2 separate regions of the Mus musculus genome follow, and region 1 is linked to region 2. Evidence: chromatin contacts called from public promoter capture Hi-C data. All regions are on one chromosome and are shown on one strand. Each heading gives the region's core, a stretch centred on a gene start, on an enhancer-like site or on the middle of the called end of the contact. The rest is flanking DNA. Distances are from core to core; before and after follow the strand shown. Region 1 has its middle 69 kb from the start of Smox. Region 2 overlaps 1700037H04Rik (RIKEN cDNA 1700037H04 gene).

Evidence for each region. Capture Hi-C pulls out chosen DNA fragments and counts their contacts.
Region 1: a contact with region 2 is called in a promoter capture Hi-C map of adipose tissue. The contact joins two enhancer-like sites. A contact is called at or near these places in 5 of 39 promoter capture datasets (the 3T3-L1 cell line, the C10 cell line, hippocampal neurons and 2 more), 2 of 484 Hi-C or Micro-C datasets (the HPC-7 cell line and embryonic stem cells), 4 of 115 datasets of contacts at active chromatin or transcription factors (effector CD8 T cells, extraembryonic endoderm stem cells, large pre-B cells and 1 more) and 1 of 9 other capture datasets (adipose tissue).

The regions. Positions count from the first base shown.
Region 1 is chr2:131,421,608-131,425,112 of GRCm38.p6, reverse strand. No RefSeq gene overlaps it. Among named protein-coding and RNA genes, the nearest start is that of Smox, 69 kb to the left of the region's middle. Within about 2 kb of position 2,127, at least 188 of the 459 cell types and tissues checked have an H3K27ac peak or open chromatin away from gene starts, as enhancers often do. A contact at or near this core is called in adipose tissue, where this site is marked.
Region 2 is chr2:131,147,260-131,150,594 of GRCm38.p6, reverse strand. 1700037H04Rik (RIKEN cDNA 1700037H04 gene) reads left to right here. Exons shown (of 6, transcript NM_026091.3): 4 at 2,301-2,439; 5 at 3,312-3,335. Among named protein-coding and RNA genes, the nearest start is that of Gm14232, 8.4 kb to the left of the region's middle. Within about 2 kb of position 1,849, at least 16 of the 459 cell types and tissues checked have an H3K27ac peak or open chromatin away from gene starts, as enhancers often do. A contact at or near this core is called in adipose tissue, where this site is marked.

The sequences.
Region 1 (3,505 bases), core at 878-3,377, 270 kb before region 2:
CACGTCATTGTCTATTTGTCTATAGCCTATGAGGCCTGTGTCATTACTAATATAAAAATGTTGGTGATTCGCAGTCCCCCAGGACTCACAGACTCAAATCTGTCAGATCGCACCTTCAGCATCAGTGATGTACCAACATCGGGGTTCTCACGAAGTCCGTGATGGACAGGACCCTAGCAGCCCTCTGTATGGTGGTCTGTATGGTTTTCATATCTCTGGTAACGGCACCCTCTCTCCCAGATTCCTAGCACATGATGAGCCTCTAATCTTTTAGCCCCAACCTCTCCAGAGGCCAAAACTTTTGACTCCTGAGCAGACCTAATTTCCCTGTTTGGGGAGGGGCTTCTGTAGTTAAGCTAGTCACAGCAGCTGCTCTGGAAGAAGACCCAGGTTCAGGTCTTCACATTCTCATCCACAAGGCAGCTTATAACTCCAGTGCTCCCTCCTGGCTTCTAAGAGCATCAGGCACATATTCAGTGTACTTACTTAGTACTGGCAAAATACACACTCATACACATAAAATAAAAAGTAAACCAACTCATGTTTATTGTTTTCTTTAAACAAGGACTTTTTCCCAACTTCCTTTGAAGCCAAAACCTCGGACACAATTCTGGACGAGGCACAGGTCAATGTGTGCAGTGGCACAGGAGCAATGTGTGCAGCCGCTCCTGGGATACTTCTTTCTTCTATAGAAGACGAGATTGGCACCACCCTTGTTCATTCCTCCAGTTCTCCCTTGGACATGATGCCTGGATCTGGACTAGTGATGCTACAGCCATGAGATAACACATGTGGGGACAACATCAACATGGCAGGATAATGAAGCAGAAATAGAGACAGCCTGGGTGCCTGATGCCACTGCCACCGTAAAACCACACCAGGCTGGCAATTTTTAACAGCTGGATTTCTTCAGGTAGCAAAAAGAGAAAAAAAAAAAACTTACGTTTTTCAATGCCATCTCATCAGATGTTTTTTTGGTTTTTGGTTTTTTTGGTTTTTTGGTTTTTTTGGTTTTTTTTTTTTTTTTTTTTTAGGTATTTTCCTCATTTACATTTCCCATCAGATGTTTTTGTTGCCTGCAGCTAACCATTCTCCTAACTGACGCATACCGTTTAGAAGAATAACTCTTTATACGTCAGGGTTTACAACTATGAATATTGCCTTTAGCAAGTTTGTCAGTCAGTTCTCTGTTTCAATAACCAATACCTGGAATAAATCACGCGGAAGGAAGAAAGCGGTTTTTTGGTTGGTTTGTTGCGTGACTTCAGCAATTTCAGTTCAGGGTTGCTTAACTCTGTTGGGGTGGGTGAGTCAGATCCTTGTATCACAGCAGGAGAGCGTCATAAAGGAGGCCTGCTCCTTACATGGCATCCAGGAAATAGCAAGTCTGAGTCTTAATAACCCCCTATGAGGTCATGTCCCCGGTGACCTAGTTTCCTTCACCTAGGTCCAGTCTCCCAAAGGTTTTGTGCTTTTAGAGCCAGGCATTTAACTCAAGAACTTTTTTTGGAAGCCACTTCAGACAGAACTATATGAAGAGAGAACATATTGCAGGGAGATATAGAAGAAACATATGAACAATATAACTTAAAATTGTGGTAAATGAAAAAATAAACAAAAAGAACACAGGTCATCAAAACTAGTCTCTGCTATGAAATAATAGGGCTCCCCCTATTATTTCATAGCAAGATAAAAAAAATGCAAAATCACCAATGATCTCAAAATGTCCACTAGGAGGCAGTAGAGCCTCCTTTCTGATTATGCTCACTCCGGCTCCCAAATGTGAACTTTCTGCTTCCAAGCTGCACCTTACAATTAGAAATCTTTGACCACAGCATTTGACTGTGACCCTGAACACCCCGAGAGTGCCGGCATTGCGCTTAAGGTCCGAGCCCCGCCCCTCCAGTCCTCCACTGTCTGCTGCCTTCCTGCTCCTCCAGCCTCACCCGGTTGCTTCTCCCTTCACTCTCTCCATTCCACGTTCTTTTTGGTTCCTTGGGCCGACAAACTCTTGCTTGCAAAGATGAGGGTACCCTTTGATATATTCCAGGGCCCCCTTTCTCCTCAGTCACCTTAGTCCTCCAACCCCGCCCACATCTGGGAACCCAAGTGAGAGTAACCGGAGAGGAAGTCTCTACTGACTCCTAGTGGACCTATTGAGAACGTTTGTGATTATAGGGTCTGCTCAGATGCTAATCTCGCCTGACAAAAGTCCACCTCCAAGTTTGCTGGAGAATCTCCTGAGTCTCATTTCTTCTCCCAGCGTCCCTCTCTCTGCCCAGAAGACCCACCCTCCACTTCCTGCCCAGTTATTAGCCGTCAGATTTTTATTACAGCCAAGCAGATACAATTCTAGATTGCCTTAGGCCAGTGAGGAATAACAACTACTTACAAAATATAAGACCGGTGAGGGGCCATAGAAGTAATAACACCAAGCTGCAGCTAGTATTTAGCTCTCTGCCTCTGCAGAATTAATAGAATCCAGAAACACACAAAGGTATCCCAACAGTGTATCCCAATAGCCCAGGCTTGCTATGTAGCCTAGAACTCACAGACCTCTTGCCTCAGCTTCCTGGAAGCTGACATCACAAGTGTTTTGACACTGCCTTGCTTTGATTATTGACTGATTTCTTTTCCCCCAGAGACCTAGACTTTCTTTTTACAGTTTTGCGAAAATGCAAAGGACACATTCTCACCATCTTATCACTTCGACCAAAAAGGGATTGTGATTCCTCCTTTTTTAAACTAATGGATAGTAATTGTACAAAGCAATAGACTTTATGTGACTTTTTTTTACACACGCACATAAGGCACTTTGAAGATAGGCTCTTGTTACCCTTTCTTACCATGTCCCCTCCCTTCACTCACGCCCTTGATGGTCCCACCTCTTTCTTCCTTCCTTCCCCCTGCTGAGTCTCCTGTTAGAGAGTAAGCATGCCATGTATCTTTCTGAGTCTGGTTTTCACATAATATGAAGAACAAGTTCCATCCATTTTCTTGAAATTATTTTTGTCCTTTTTTGTATTATTATTACTCTGTGTGTGTGTGTGTGTGTGAGAGAGAGAGAGAGAGAGAGAGAGAGAGAGATGTGATGAGGAAGTCAGAAGACAACTTTGATGTCTTCTGTCCTTCCACCATGCCATCCAGGCATAGACTCCATCTGACAGGCTTCCCTGGCAAGGGCTCTTACCTGCTGAGCCACCTCACTGGTGTTGTCTTGTTCTTCTTTATTGCTGAGTAGAATTCACAGTGTATATACACCACATTTCCCAGGTTGATGCCATAACCTTGTATTGTGAATAATATCTCACAAGCACTAGTGTGCAGGTGTCTATATGGCAAACTGAGTTTGAGTCTTTTGGGTACACACCCAGAAATGGTAGAACTGGATCATATAAATAGTCCAGTCTGTTTTGTTTTGAGGAACTTCTAATTTCTATATATGGGGTCTAATCTGCAGACCCACCAACTACATATAAGAATCACTTCCCCAACTCCCATCATT
Region 2 (3,335 bases), core at 600-3,099:
CAAACTGTTTCCAGCCTGCCAGGAAATAATTTTCAATGAGATTTCACCCCCATCTGGTATTTGGCATATGTGGTGGCTGCTTCTGTGTTCTGGGTGTTTCCATTTCTTTTATAAATCAGGGTGCTGATAAGCTTTGTCCTCCACATCTCTGAGTATTTCCCTGGCAAGTGTCACAACTGAACCCCAGGTCACAGTATTGCAAGTACAACCAGAAGGTCTTTAAATTTTCTTTTAAAATTATTACTGTGTGTGCACTGTTCTGCATGTGCCACAGCGTGCATGTGGAGGTCAGGGAGCACTGTGTGCAATCAGGACTTCACATTGGACTGACCTCACGTCCAAAGCCTGTGTGTGTGGCAAGTACCTCTATCCATTGAGTCATCTTACCAGCCCCTAGGAAGCTTTTTTTTAAAAAGCTTTTCCTTCCTTCCTTCCTTCCTTCCTTCCTTCCTCCCTATCTATCTATCTATCTATCTATCTATCTATCTATCTATCTATCTATCTATCTATCTAATCTACCTACTATAGAGACAGGGTTTCTCTATGTATCCCTTGGCCATCCTGGAATTCACTCTGTAGACCAGGCTGGCCTTGGACTCAGAGATCCGCCTGCCTCTGCCCCCAGAGTCCTGGGATTAAAGGCGTGCACCACCACTGCCCGGCCTTTTTACATTTATTTATTTTGGGGGACGTGTGCTATAGCATACATATGGAGGTGTGGACATCTTTCGAAAGTCAGCCCACCCCTTCTTTTGAGTAGGTTCTGAGGACCAGATTCAAATTGTCAAGTCAGTGGTGAGTACCATTTCGCCCACTGTGCCCGCTCAGTAGACCTGATAAGCTTTTGAGGACCATTGACATGGCTTAGCAGGTAAAGGTACTCGCCCAGCCTGGCTACCTAAGTTTGGTCCCAGAACCTACTTGGTGGGAGGATAGAGCCAGCTACTGCAAATTATCATCTGACCTGCACAGCACTACAGCATGTGGTAAGCCAGTAAAAAGAAACCCAATTGTTTTTTTTTTAAAGTGTTGTTTTGCTTTTTTTAAGACAGGGTCTCATGTACTCCAAGCTGTCCTTGAACTGGCTGTGTAGCCAAGGATGACCTTGGGCTTCCCATCCCTCTGCCCCTGCCTCCAGAGTGCTGGGATTACAGGTATGGCCCACTAGGCCTGATTTGATTTGGTGATGGGAGCAAACCCAGGGCCATGCATGCTAGACAGGCACTCTACCAACTGAGCTCTGGCCCCGGCTCACTGGGTAGCTCACACTGCTCTTCAACCTGTAGCAGTCCTGTTGCCTTGGTCTCCATGCTGGGAGTAGACGAGAGCTACCTCGCCTGCCTCAGAAAGCTTTCAGAAGGACACTCTTCTCAGAAGCATTTCAGATTCTGACCCTTCACACCAAAAAGTTCCCAAGGCCTCTGTCCCAGAGGGACAGCATCGGTTTGCCAGGCAGTGTATCTGGATGACAGAAATGACTTGGGCCATGAGCAGAGGTCACTGATCACATGGCACCACTGAGTGTGCAGGTGGGCACACATCCATTACCACATGTCGGCAGACAGGATCACAGGTTTAGTTAATATTTGGCTTTTGACTTGCTGGGGGCTCCCACAGCTAGTTTAGTGGTTTTTTTGTTGTTGTTGTAGTTAGTTAGTTTGGTTGGTTCTTGGTATCAAAACCAGTGACTCATACGTGTTGAATACATAGTCTACCACTGAGCCATTCCCCAAACCCTAATGTCCAGTTCTCCAGTTCTGTTTTCTCTTCAATCCCATGCCATCTATCAAGTCATGAAGTCACCAGCATTCCTTCCTGGCCTGCTTGATCTGGATAGGTGCTGGAGTGACGCTTCCCCTCCCTGGCTGTGACTGGTTTCTTACTGAGTACTACACAGGACAGGAGTGACCAGGAGGTCTAGGAAGGACTTTTCTATTGTTTACAATGTGACCTCTAGGCAGTCACTTCCTGACTTCCATATTCTTATCTATAAAACTGAGGCCTATGGGGTCTCTGAGACAGACACTGGGGCGTGACCCTTCACACAAAAAATTTCCCAAGGCCCCTGTCCCACAGGGACAGCATTGGTTGCCAGGCAGTGTATCTGGACAACAGAAATCACTTGGGCCTTGAGCCTTAAGGGGAAGGGATTGTTGAAAGGCCTGGAACAGCTGGAGAGTAGCAAGCGTTGGGCTTCCAGGGAGGCAGGTGCTGGGGCCCACCAGGAGCCCAGGCGGCCGCCCTGATGCCCTAGAGGAGCCCCAGTGAAGGTGCTTCTCCCTCCTCCCCTGTTGCTGCAGGTTGGCTTCCTGAAGATCCTGCACAGGTATGAGATTACCTTCACTCTGCCTCCAGTGCGCAGACTGAGCAAGGACATCCGTGAGACCCCTGTCCACAGCTTGCACCTCAAGCTGCTCAGCGTCACACCCACCTCTGAAGGTAGGTCCCCTCCTGGGCTGCGGGGGCCTGCTGGGAGTAGGAGGGAGGAGAGCATGTGTTTCTTTGCCCTTTCCCTAGCTAGGGTGATCAGGCTGCTCAGTAAAAGTCAGGGGCTTGGCACCTCCTTGAGTTTCCAGTGTGGGAGCATGGCAGTTCCAGCCCCAGGCGTCCATTTTTGGACAGAAAATCCATTCCATTGACATACACTCCAGGTTTGCATACCTCTTCACTGTCTGATGGTACCTTCAGTGGAGATGTCCCAGAGATGGGAGCCACTGAGGAACTGCCTTTGGGCTTCCAGCCTTCCCTCTCATCTTCCTGGATAAAAAGGCAGGAGCTGTAGGCGCTTTGGGTGGCTGATATCTAGAACGTTCCATCCAGGCATTGGGTTCTATGCTGCTTCTCCGGCTGGCTCCTGGTGCTGCCCCGACTCCTGGTCACCAGCCTGACGGAGACTAGGGCGCCAGTTTCAAGGGTATGAAGCCGAGCACTGGCTTCAATTCCACATCCCCACTTCTGCTTCCTAATCACTTGCTGTTTAGCGGACGTTCCTTTCTCTCCACCCCATCTGTTCAAAACCCACTCTGACAGCCTCTCCTTGATCTCCATCACCCCCTTCCTGCCATCTTGTGTGGCACTAGTGGGACCTTAGAAGGATGAATTAGATCCTGTCTTCCACCTTTAGAGCCACACTGAGTTCTCAGGCCAGGGGCACATTGGCCTTATTTGAAAGGATGGGGAGTTTCTTAAGTCCTGTACCAGCTCTGTAGGGTGGGTCTCTGAAGGGACCATCTGGGGACTGTGCATGCTGGGGACAGTATGGAGGAGCTGTAGGAGATACTGATTGCCTATCCATCCCTGTCCTCCAACAGGTTACAGCATCAAGTGTGAGTACT